Linked DNA regions of Mus musculus: region 1 is linked to region 2. Evidence: chromatin contacts called from public Micro-C data. All regions are on one chromosome and are shown on one strand. Each heading gives the region's core, a stretch centred on a gene start, on an enhancer-like site or on the middle of the called end of the contact. The rest is flanking DNA. Distances are from core to core; before and after follow the strand shown.

What was found. Hi-C and Micro-C count contacts between places; a contact is called where the count stands out from the background.
Region 1: a contact with region 2 is called in a Micro-C map of embryonic stem cells, with 4 times the contacts expected there. The contact joins the promoter of Supt4a here to the promoter of Dynll2 in region 2. A contact is called at or near these places in 2 of 39 promoter capture datasets (cranial neural crest and embryonic stem cells), 2 of 484 Hi-C or Micro-C datasets (both in embryonic stem cells), 1 of 115 datasets of contacts at active chromatin or transcription factors (bone marrow-derived macrophages) and 2 of 9 other capture datasets (adipose tissue and pancreatic islet).

What each region holds. Positions count from the first base shown.
Region 1 is chr11:87,736,204-87,739,587 of GRCm38.p6, forward strand. It overlaps Supt4a (SPT4A, DSIF elongation factor subunit), which reads left to right and starts at 1,348. Exons shown (of 5, transcript NM_009296.2): 1 at 1,348-1,465; 2 at 1,964-2,070. The coding sequence starts at 1,397.
Region 2 is chr11:87,986,000-87,989,278 of GRCm38.p6, forward strand. It overlaps Dynll2 (dynein light chain LC8-type 2), which reads right to left and starts at 1,534. Exons shown (of 3, transcript NM_026556.4): 1 at 1,244-1,534.

The DNA of each region.
Region 1 (3,384 bases), core at 98-2,597, 250 kb before region 2:
ACCATAAATAAAATGATCCTCCTTCAGAGATGATAGAAGGCTTACATGAGATAGCACAGTGAAAATGTATTCCAAACTGAAAAGAGATTTCCCGGTGCTAGAAAGTATCTAAAACCCAGTCACTGAACCCCATGTGGATGCAGTTTGGGATAAAGCCTAGAATCAGTCTTGCTGTCCCTCAGTTTCAATGAGAAGGGCTGGAAGGACAGAACAGCGGGATTGCAACTATTTATATCCCAGCGCTCCAATTCAGATAAACACAAATGACCAGGCTTTTGCCTACATTCCAAGAGCCTTTGCTCTGTTCACACCGCACCAGACCTCGTATTTCTGTATGGTTTGCTCAGGATATTATCTCGGTGCCATTTAAGGAGACAAGGAGGAATTTTGTGTCCTACACAGTAAGCACATTGGCAGCTGGGGTGGGGTTAGAGTATGAGAAGTGAGATACCTAATCCACAGATGTTCCCATGGAATTATGTCTAAATGTGCCGAGAGTTTTACAAAGCGTAAATTATGAGCCAGGCGCGCAATCGAGAGGCTTTTAGGAGGAATTAAATACGCGTTTCCCTCTATCCAACACGCCTCCCCTTTCCCCGTCGGCACGGCTCAAGCTAGCATTCCTGGGGACCGCAAACGAAACCCTATCACGCTCTCCCAGTTACAAGAAGGGGTGGGGCCTCGTCGGGTTTTTGTCTCTGCAGGCGTCCAGAAAGGCAAGACTCATTGCCTCGAGCCTTAAAACAACCTAGCGCGAAGCGGCGGGCTTGTATTCTGAGCATTCCGGACACTGAGACGAGGGGCTTGTGTCAAAAAGTCAAATACCCGGGCGTGGTGGTGCGCGCCCATAATCCCAGAACTCCGAAAGTGAAGGCAGGAAGATCAGGAGTTCAAGATCACCGTCCCGTACTCAGAGGCCAACTTAGGAATTAGCATTGTCTCAATAAATGAGCAAACAAAATAAAACAAGCAGACAAAACAATCTAGGTTTTCCTCGGGAGTCTGAAGAGCACTCAGGCCAGAGCATTTTGGGCTCCATCAAAAGGCCCGCGTCGCGAGGCGCAGTCCCGCCAGTCGCCCCGCTCCACGCTTCCTGCGCATGCTCCAACCTCCCCCAGCTGCCCCGCCCCTACGGGCGCATCAGCTCCCAGCGCGCGCGCCGTCTTCCGCTCGCTCTCGCGAACCAGGTGACGGGCGCGCGCGCGGCCCAGGTGACCGGGCGGCCCCGCCCAGCGCTCCCGCGGGAGGAACCATCTTCTCCACGGGGAGGGAGGGGCGGGGCCTGCGATGGCCGGCACCGGAAGCGGAAGCTGCGTGCCCGACGCGTCTGGCATTCTGGGTAATGGTCTGTTTACTTCCTGCGGCTGGAGGAACCTGTGTTGTCGTATCGGTGAGGATGGCCCTGGAGACGGTACCAAAGGACCTGCGGCATCTGCGGGCTTGTTTGCTGTGCTCGTTAGTCAAGGTGTCCGTTGGGGCCTTGGTTGTAGGAGCGATCGGGGAGGCGAAACGGGAGAAAGAGGGTGAAATGGGGCCAGACACAGGAAAGGAAGGCTCTGAGATTCGGGGAGTGGGAAGCCCGAAAGCCTAAGGGAGCCGTTGTTTCCGTCCACGGAACGCGAGCCGGGTGGCTGTGCCTACTGGGGGCTGCGTTGCAGTTCTCGGCATAACTGAGCACAAGTTTGTCTCCCCGACAGACGTTCGGTGAACTTGCTGTGGTGGACTGGAAAGACACTAGGAGCCAGAGCAGCCGAGAGAGTAGCAGGAGAGGGTACCTGACCCCAAAGAGGCTAGAAAATATGTAAGCTGAATTAGGGACGCGAGCAAAAAGGTATGAGGGTGGAGTTTAGGAACAGTTTGGAGAGGAGAGGGTGTTGGGTTGTATAGAAAACGAAGAGGTTGGCTTTGTTGAAATATTAAGGCGTTGTTCATGCTCATACTTGCTTTTTTTTTTTCTTTCCAGACTATAGACCAGTTCGAATATGATGGGTGTGACAATTGCGATGCATACCTACAAATGAAGGGCAACAGAGAGATGGTTTATGACTGCACCAGCTCTTCATTTGATGGGTAAGCCCCTTTCACGCGCCTTTGTTTACTTCTGCACCCAGAAAGTTAATATGGGATAGATTTTTGAGGTCATAAGACTAGCTGGTCTCAGCAGTTCTGAGAGCTAGTCTATGTGTCCAGCCCAGTAGCTGTAAACTTTTGTAGTGTAAGACCCCCTTTCGGGGACCCCCGCTCTAGTCTCAGGAGTGTGAGAGCACCCAAAGAAACACGAGGACCCATCTTGCTGTAATTACATGAGGACGTTTAATTACGGAGCTCCGGACCGACATGTATCCCACACAGGAGATAACGGATGCCGGCCACGAGGCTCGAAAGCTTGGGGGTTTTATGGGGTAAGGGGCTTAGGGGTGTGGAATTGAGCATAGCGACACACTATTGGCTTATTCAAACATTAACAGAAAGATTACATGTACGTGCAGGGTGTCAGAGTTCTGTGAGTAGTTGACTCAGTTCAGATAGCCCTGTTATGTCCTCACATTCCCCTTTATCTTATGGTCAAGATGTTCCCAGGAATGTTTTAACTATGGGGCATACCCAGGTTTGTTTTTCTCTTTTCTCAGCCCCAGGCAGCCTCTAGGCTCACAAACAACCAGCAATTTCTGAGTACTTTATATGACTTACAGGTCTTGAAATTTCATCTTTCTTTCAGTAGCTACTGAGTACTTGACATGTGGCTAGTTCAAATTCGAATATGCTTAAGTGTCAAATACATACCAGCAAACAAAGATTCAGGGTGAGGAAAAAGGATGTCAAATGATCTGAATTTTTAAAAGATTAGTTAAATATTGAAACAATGTTTTAGGGTTATTTGATTAAAATAAATATTGAAGCAGGGAAGTGGTGTCGTACGCCTTTAATCCCAGCACTTGGGAGGCAGAGACAGGTGGATTTCAAACCAAAAAAAAAATTAAAAAATAAATATTGAAGTTATTTTCATCTTTATTGTTTTAAGTAGTGGCTAAGAGGACTTTTTTTTTTTTTTTACCTCGAGACAGGGTTTCTCTGTGTAGCCCTGGCTGGCCTGGAACTCACTTTGTAGACCAGGCTGGCCTCAAACTTAGAAATCCGCCTGCCTCTGCCTCCCAAGTGCTGGGATTAAAGGTGTGCGCCACCACCACCCTGCTTAAGAGAACTTTTTTAATGTGTGTACTTCTTCTGTAGTCCTATTTAACAATGCTTCACAACTCTTGTCTGCTCCATTATCGCTGAGACTATGTTTATGTTATGTCCTAATGCCTGACACGGGATGTACGAGGTGTAGATCTTTAATGTTGGAGAGGTGGAAGTGTGATACAGCAGTAGAACACGTGACTA
Region 2 (3,279 bases), core at 284-2,783:
AAGGAGTCTGTGGTGTTGAAGGAAAGGTCGAGTGATGCCTATTCAAGGCCGACTAGCTCTGTGACCTTGGGCAGCCAATCATGTTTAAAAAATAATGGCTGAAATGAGAGAAAAGGAACAACCTCCACGAGGCTTGGGAAGAGAAAAAGGCTGATGTGATGAGACCTTTCTAGAAGAAAAAAAAAAAAAAAAAAACAATGTCACCTGGTGGCCTATTCCAGGTTCCCACTCAGAAGGGGGCAGTGTTTACAAATCCAGAGGTTGGGGGTGGAGCCTGGCTACAGACAACGAAGTATGAAACTGGCACCATTTTGCCAAAAAAGCTCACCTGCTTCACCGCCTCCTCCCCAAAGTCCGAAGGATCAACTTTGTCACAGTAATTAAAAGCTATCTTACTCTCTAACAGAGAGAGCCTACGATTACATAATGCTGGTCTTGTGACTACAATGCCACGATTCTTCACCCTTGGCCCCTCAGGCGTCGCAGAAAGGTGAGGCCCAGCCCTGGCAACCCCTATCCAAGGTACCAGTGAGAAAAGGCTAGGGAGCCAGACGCCCAGCGATCCTTTCCTAGGGAGGTGGGGGGAGGGGGCGGAGCTGGGCCTCCAGATAAAAGGATGGCCAAAGGGCCCCAAGCCAGCTTCCTGAGTCACGAGCCAGGAGCTCCTGTGAAAAACGCAAAAGGAGCACTCCAGGACAGTTCTCAACCTCTGTCCCTGGTCTTGCGACAAAAAAAGAAAAAAAAGGGGGGGGGGGCTAAGCCTCCAAATGACACGGACCGCCCTGCACCATTCTTTAACACGTACAAACGTTATTGCCTCGTTTCGGATTTCCAAAGGGACCGTAACCCCTCGTCCCAAAACACCGCCCCCACCATCTTTTCCTCTAGCGGGCAGGGACCCCCGAAGGGCAGCACCTGGGAAATGAGAAAGCATCCACCTCCCCGCCGCCCTCCGGATCCGCAGGCCGCAAGCCGGTCCTCCGCCCTCCCCCGCCAGGCCTGGAGAGGCGCCGGAGTGACCCGGCGACCTCGCTGCAGGAAGGACGCCCCGAAGGGTGGCGGCGGGAGGAGCCGCGTCGAGCCCGAACCCGCACTGGCTGCCCGCGCTCCCCGGACCGGAGAGGCCTCCGTGCACCACGGCTGGCTCCCCTCCCCGGGGCTGCGGGGCCTCCAGCCAGGGCACGAGGGTCTCCAGAGCCTGGGCCGAGTCGAGCGAGGGCTGCCCCCCGGGGCCCCAGCTCACCGTCACGCAGGCGAGTCCGCACAGGCCCCTGGGGAGCAGCGCTGGGCTGAAGCAAAGCTCGAGCAGGGGCGGTGTCCCCTGGGCTCGTCCTGCAGCAGCAGCCGCTGCCGCCGCGGTATCCCCCTGCTCCCGCAGCCCCGGGGCCGAGCGCTCGCACTGCTGGTCGCCCTCCGAGCTTCCCCGGACGCCCGCGCTCCGCCTCGTGCCACCCGGCCGACCGCCTGTCTCGGCTGATACCTCGCCGTCCGCTCCGCTCCGCCGCTGAGCGCGGCCGACGCGCGGCCCTGAAATAGAGCCCCGCCCCCGCCCCCCTGCCGCGCGCGCCGCCGTCCGCGCTCCCCATTGGCTGCGCCCGCCCGGCCCCGCACTGCGGGCTTCTCCCCGCGCCGCTCTCGCTCCACATCTTGTTTCGTCCCACAATGCCTCGGGGCGGAGGAGGGGGTGGGGAAGGGGAGCTGGAGAAGGTGGGGGGAGGGAGCCGTGGCCTTAGGAGGAGAAAAGAGGACGCATACCCTGTCTGCCCAGGCCCGGAGAGGCCTGACTCGGGAGGAATACATTCCGCCCAGAAAGGAAAAGGGAGAGAGGCGTGGAGAGTCCAGTGCCAAGGAAAAAAGAATGGAGGGATGGAGATTTCAGACTCAGGAGAGAAGGGTCCCAACTTTGGAAAGAGGCAGGATAGGGTATTAGAAATCACCAGGGACAGAGGAAAATTCATTTCCCTAGGCTGGCGACACTTGAGAGAACTGTCAAGCCCCATGGTGAAATAAAGGCAACAGTCCTCAAGACCCCCCCCCCCCCGCGCCCCTGCTTTCACATTCGCTTTTGCTTCTAACTCAACCTTTGTTCACGAATCTTGAGACCTTTCTGCCTATCCATAGCTGGAACCCTAAGTACACTATCATCAAAAATACCGGAGGTACAGCCTCTACCGTTCGGGTATGGCCTTTGGGGGATAGAGGTGCGAACCATTTCTCGGGGACTCCTGTATGAGCTGTGAGGTATCTTTTAAAAAACGACTTCACCCATAGCCCTCAAATATAGACAACACACTGGGGGGAGGTGTCACACTCCTTTAATCTCAGCACTTGGAAGACTGAGGCAGGCAGATCTCTGAGACAGCAGCCCGGTCTACAGAGTGAGTTCCAGGACAGCCAGGGCTACACAGAGAAACCCTGTCTCAACAAGACAAAAAACAAAGTGTAGACAAACACAGATTCAGACCCCTTGCCAGGTCAGCTCCTTTAGACCACACATGGATGGCAGCCTTTAAAGTTCAGGAAGCAAACATTGGTGTGTGTGTGTGTGTGTGTGTGTGTGTGTGTGTGTGTGTGTGTGTGTGTGTGTGTGTGGTGTTACAGAAAAAACATCGGGATTTTTCTTCCTAAGCTTTCATTCACAAAGGGGCTATCTAAAATCTTCAGTGGGAGGTCAAATATTCTGGCCTCGGTGGACGTTAGGAAATTGCCTAGCATAGCTCCTGTGTTCACCTCTTTCTCTCCCCTCACCTAAACCATGAGAAGTCAGACTAGTCCTGGCCTTAGCCTGCCCTGTTTGGGAGTATCATAATTTAGTGTTCATTATGTGTCCAGGACAACTTGGAAAACTGTCCCCTCAGGCTTCTCCATTCCATAGCTCTGTCTTTTTCCAGTAAGGGACTCAGCCAAGCTAGGCCTGGGGTATCCCTTCATCCAGGGGGTATTCTGATGTCAGCCTGTGTTAATGAATGAGGGGTGGGGCACATGTGGGGAGGGGTGAGAGGACAGATTGTAGAGTTCTTGTGGAGAAAACTCTTAGGAAGTTCTTGGAGAAAGAGCTAATATCCTCTTTCCCCAGCCTTCATTAGCTTCTAAGATCTGAAGGTCACAACTACGATATAAGATTGTATACAAGATGTCCATTGCCCAAGGACATCTAACGGAGGGAACAAGTGGAAGCACACACTCTACTTGCTTCCTTCCTGATGTGTCTTGATACAAGCCAACACTCAAATGATCTTTTTCAAGGGCACACAACAGTGACTATGAATTTTTATGTCC